Regions from separate parts of the Arachis hypogaea genome. Here region 2 is linked to region 1. A link is a contact called in public Hi-C data. All regions are on one chromosome and are shown on one strand. The core of a region is the stretch at or near the end of the contact, and the rest is flanking DNA. Distances in the headings are between cores, read along the strand shown. Region 1 holds the start of LOC112766946. Region 2 has its middle 11 kb from the start of LOC112765034.

Region 1 (2,962 bases), core at 318-2,817:
CAAGATTGTATCATTGCAGCAACCCAACTATGAATGAATGATCATCTAGCCACCAACCACATCAGAAATTTAAGGAACCATACACACAATTATACTCACATCTCATAAAGTCACAGCTGCTATGATTGAAAGAAAAAAATGTTGTTCAGCACTGAAATCCCCTACAGTCCCGTTAATTAGCATTAAAATATTTTCTTGATTAGGATTGTTAGAAGGAAAAAAGCATACCAATGGCTGACAGATTCAACAAAAAAATTCTATATATATATATATATAGAAGAGAAAAGTATTAAGTACCAATTCATGGTAAGTCTTGTATTTCCTAAATTCTTCCTGCAACAACAGCAGCTCCCGCTCTAAATCTAGGACACGTGACTGAGCCTCCCTCGCCCTTCCATCGGCATCGTTCCCAAATTCCATCAACGCCTCTCTGTCGTGCTCAAACAGTACACACTCATTCTCCAAATTCTGGCATTTGGCCAGCAAATTCTCACACTCCATGGCCAACCTCTGATTCTCCTCAACGAACTTCTTCAGGGCTTGAGCATTCATACTCGATTCACACTGCTCCAAACCAAGAAATAAGTAAAAAATAGAAAACAGTAAAACTTATTTTATTTGGAGAGAAGATAATGAAAGTGAAACCTTAGTTCGTTCGACGAGTTCGTCTTTCTGCTTCAATTTGGAGAGAAGATAAAGGTTCTGTTCTTGGAGTCGCCGTTCAGACTCTCGCGATGCTCGGAGCTTTGTTACTAGGGTTTTCGACGAAATCGGTAGACCCAAGAAATCATCTATGGTTTCTTTGATGTAATCATCTACCTCTCGCGGAAGATCCATTCTTCTTCTTTCTGGAATTTGAAAATCAGTGTGCCGATGATTCAAACGAGAGAATAGAAAGGAGAAGAACGAAGAACACCAAAGCCCCAAATTCTAGGGTTTCTCTCAATGTGAGAGACGAACTTTCAAAGAGACGTTGAAGAAACTGATGTTGAAAAAGCAACAACCCTTGGGTGTGATCGGAGAATCAAACTCTTTCTATCTCTGACATTGTTTCTCTCACTCCATTCAAATTGAAAATTCTAGCCGTTGGGACCACTTTTTTTATATCGCTGGCTAGGATTTAATTTTTTAAAATTTTGGATTTTACTTTAAATAAAAAAATATTCAAAAAATAAGAAATTACACTTTAATTTTTTAAATAAAAATATAAAATTTAAAGAATTTAAATTCGTCTGACTAACTTGAAAGGTGAATTTTCTTTTTTGGTGGGCTCTCATGGGTTCATGGACAAAATGGGCCATCTATTCCACTCTTCATTATTGTGCTTGCCACTTTTTTAAAGGCCCAATTATAGATATATAACAATAAAAACTTTGAAGAGCGCTCTCCCTCCTGAGTCCGACCAATTTTCCAAAATTTTCCATAGATATTACTAACAATTAATTTAATGATATCTCTTTTAAGATATGATACTAGCTACTCCTTGGAAGCTGTTCTAAGATTCTTCAACCTTTTAATGATTTAGAATATTCATCATTTCGTTAGAGAAAAATTTTCAATGTTAGTCGTCATAATAAAAGTTGTACAAGTAACCACCTTAAAGTAAAGGAATCTTCCTGTCACAGCCCACATAATATATAGAGCGTCATGAGAAATTATTAAATTAAAGAAAAGTATATATAGACAATAAAAATATTAAATAATATGAACAATAGATATATTAGATATTTAATTTATTAGGTGTACAGATAACTATTCTAATATTAAGATTTAGGTGAATAATTTAATAATATAGTGTATTTTTATTTTATTAGGCAAATTTTAGAATCTATTATTTATATAAATTATTGTTTATCTAGCAAACTCCTTAAATTAAATAACGCATATTACACATGGCAGAAATATATGCGTGACAAATACTATATTTTAATTTTATTACTCGTTCCGACAATAACCTACCTAGGTATACTTTTTAGTTCGACAGTCACTCCTGTCTTGCAAATATACCCTCCAAATTTCCAATGGAAGCTTAAATCATTATTCCACACTCTCATCTCAACAAGCTAGCAATTTTGTGTTGCAAATGGAAAATTAAACATAAAGACGTCAGGATTCAGCAACTATATATATATGGGACCCTCGAAGGTTCAAAATGATCAAGACAATATAGAAATTTATTATCACTACTGTTGCCAAACTAGTTGCAATTAGAATAACAATATAATAAAATAAAAGATAAATTATATTTTTTATTTTTAAATTTTATTTTATTTTAATTTATCCTAAAATTTTTCGATTTGTCTATATTGATAGTTATTCTTATAAAATTGTTACTGAATTGGCTATAAATTTTTTAAAAAATGAGTTATTATAAATATATTTGATGTAAATTAAAAATTAATTTTTGAGATAAAATTAAAATAAAAAATATATTTTATCCTAATAATTTGTTTGCGTTTATTCTGAAGCACTACTTAAAATCGAATTAGGTTTGGATTTAAACTTGAGGTCCAAACACTTTTAATTGAAAGTTTTGATTTTTTTACTGATATGTAGATTTTTGACGTTCTCACTTAGAAAATAGTAAAAATACATGCAAAAGATTTTTATACTTAAAATAAGAAAGTTGATAAAATGAACTTATGCTTAACAAGCCGGGTATCACCAACATTATTAGTACACTCAAATTAAGCTGCTACTAGGTATGTAGTATTATTGAATTCGAATATAATAAGGTTAATCAAGAAGAAGTGAAGTCGCCTCTTAGAAAGGTTCTTAAGGCAAATAGTGGGGGCCTCTTTACTCTTACTAGTTCTCTTCTTTTTTTTTTTCCCTGAAGTGACAACAAAATCTAATGGATCCTTCACGACTTCGATGTGAAAGTTTATTAAATTGGTTAATAGACATCATCATCCGTGTAATTTGTTTTGGTTGTAGCATTATTACAGTTTACGCCGAAATT
Region 2 (2,895 bases), core at 108-2,607, 45 kb after region 1:
CAAAAATTCCCATGAAAACAGCGTCATGTAGTACACACAAGTTGACACTACGATTCACCTTATTGTAATGGACAACAACATGTTGGTTCCAAGCAACAATTTACTCTCACAATATGACAATATACGTATATATATATATATATATATATATATATATGCTTTTCTTGAGTTTCTGATGAAGACGGTGCAGAGCAAAGAAACCGCTTCTTAACCAAAACCAGGGGCCTGCATAATCTATACATAGATTATAATCTCCATGTTTTTAGTTGTATCATATTTAATTATAATTTTTAATTAACATGATTTGCACTCCGTATTGCGACATTGCGTAACGGCGTATACCCAAATATATTTAATAACTTTTAATATTTTTAGCTATTATTTAAAAATAAATTATTTTAATTCATGTGTGTAAAATTTTAATAAATATAAGTACAAATTATATATTATATATTATGTGTAAAACATATATTATATATAGATAAAAATTATTGCTAACATATATTTACTGACGTAATATTACTCAAAGATTATATTATAAAGGAGTAATAATATGTTTTTCTATGCTATTTTCAGCACAATATATTTGCATCGCATGTGGTTAATTTGTCACCTAATTAAGATTAATGAAAAAAGTAGTTAACTCTTATTATCACAATTTGATCCATTAATCCTTGAATTTAACTTAAAACTAGAGTCTCTAAAATACAAGTCTGTAAAAGTAAAACCCTAATCGTATAGAAATAAATAAACCCTAATTATATATTGGTTTGTAATCCTTTATTATGGAACTGTTGGGCCAATCGTGGGAGGAGGAATTAAGTAAGATAATATAAGATGAGAAGACACCACATCTAACTCAAAACCTTAAAGTAGTAAATTAATGGATCTCTCATCTTATAAACTCCTCACTCTTCCTTACTTTATTTGATTTGGGACTAACTTTAACATTCCTCACACTTGTAACATTAACAGTAACAAAAAAGAAAGCTCATTATTGTTTCGAGAACATCATCTATCAAAGTTGAATGCCATTAGCAAACTTAAGCAGCAATGATTTTTTTTTCTTTTTTTTTTTTGTTATATTAAGCAGCAATGATTAACTCTAGCTCTTAGCAGTTAATTTTTTTTTTCCTCTTTTCGGTCTTTGTGTTTTTGGTCGTATTTTTCAGGTTAGCAGTTTTTGCTCAGAAGGAGTTTAAAGCTAAACCAAAAATCGTTGTTTGGTTAGATGGTAGGGGTCAAGGACCAAGAAACAACAAAAACCTAAATAAAGGGTAAATGAAATAGCTGAATTGGGCCCAATAAATAGGCTCAATATACATATATGTTTTCCTAATATATAGATTCTGCGATTTAATGTTTTGACCCATAAAAAATGTTGTATGAGCCCATGTAACCTCAGAATCCGGACCCCTTAAGATAAGTCTTCTTTTACAAAAAAAAAAAAGCTAGTCCTAGAGTTTTGAGCTCATTCTTGTCCCCAGCTTTTCAACATATAATACTAATAATGTACGATGCATAGACACTGACAGGACACGGGACATGACACGACATGAAACACGTCGACACGCGAATTTTAAAATCTTACATGACACGGAAATACGCATACATATAAAATATAAATTAAAAATTTTAATTATTTTTAATATTTTATTTTAATTATATCAAGTATTTAAAATATTTTTTATTTTAATAAATAATAATATATACTATATCTAAATTTATTTTAAAAATATATGTTAAGAATAAGACAGGACACGTTGACACGTGATGATATTTAGGTGTGTCCAGGTGTGTCCGGAGATAAATTTTTTATTTTTTATCAAGACACGGTTGGACACAGTAGACACGCGTATCGGACGAGTGTCGGTGAGTGTCGTGTCCGAAATGTGTCCGACACGCGGACACGGCAACTCAATGAAGTGTCCGTGCTTCATAGCTAATAATAATAATAATAGTAATAATAATAAATCAAGTTGGGTTGGTCTAGTAGTTAGTTCACTAGCGCACTTAAATAAATGTTGAAGGTTTGAATCCCGCCTTATGCATGCAGACCTATACATCAAATAGTCATTATTTTAGAAAATATTGTTTCAACTAAATCAGCAAAAAAATTAAAAAAGATATAGGGGAGTAAAGACAAAAATATATGACAATTACATTGAAAGTCATGTCTAATCAATCTATCCGCATAAGAATTTATTTTTCTAAATTTGTGATAGACAGTGACAAAGCTTTAGCTTGGAAATAAAAGATTATAGATCTTCCAAATTTTTTTATAAAAAAAAATTAGTAGTATTTTGTACATAAAATTTTTTTTAGTTCAAGTGACATTTTTTTTTCTGTCTCATTAGAACAACTATGTTCAATATTCACTAATAAATCCAAACTTCTACGATTTTATAACTAAATAAAAATAGAGCTACATCTCCTAAAAAGATTCAAATCTTTTAAATAGATAGTACCGTATTCAATATTTATTAATAAAAATATTTGGTAACAAAAAAAATTAGTCAAAAATAGTCATAACTTGTCTTATTTAGCATTTATTAATTGTTACGATAATTAATTAATACTAAATAAGACAAGTTCTGATTATTTTTTTTTGTCTACCTAACATTATCCATTTACTAATAACTCCAAAAAGAGAAAAACACTAATAACTCCTACCATTCTATAACCAAATAAAAATAGAACCAAATCTCTTAAAAAGATTAGATATTCTAAATAAATAGCTACCATCTTATCATGTTTAATATTAACTAATAACTCCCTAAAAAAAAAAAGAAAAACACTAATAATTCCTACAATTCTATATCCAAATAAAAATAGAATCAAATCGCCTAAAAGAATTCAAATCTTTTAAATAGATTTAGTAACTAAATAAGAAAA

The links. Hi-C and Micro-C count contacts between places; a contact is called where the count stands out from the background.
Region 2: a Hi-C map of leaf shows a contact between it and region 1, with 3 times the contacts expected there. The contact joins the enhancer-like site here to the promoter of LOC112766946 in region 1. A contact is called at or near these places in 2 of 8 Hi-C or Micro-C datasets (leaf and an unstated tissue).

Annotation. Positions count from the first base shown.
Region 1 is chr17:129,619,520-129,622,481 of arahy.Tifrunner.gnm2.J5K5, forward strand. LOC112766946 reads right to left here and starts at 1,568. Exons shown (of 6, transcript XM_025812841.3): 1 at 646-1,568; 2 at 298-564. The coding sequence starts at 837.
Region 2 is chr17:129,664,929-129,667,823 of arahy.Tifrunner.gnm2.J5K5, forward strand. No RefSeq gene overlaps it. Among protein-coding and RNA genes, the nearest start is that of LOC112765034, 11 kb to the right of the region's middle. Within about 2 kb of position 1,358, at least 3 of the 3 cell types and tissues checked have open chromatin away from gene starts, as enhancers often do.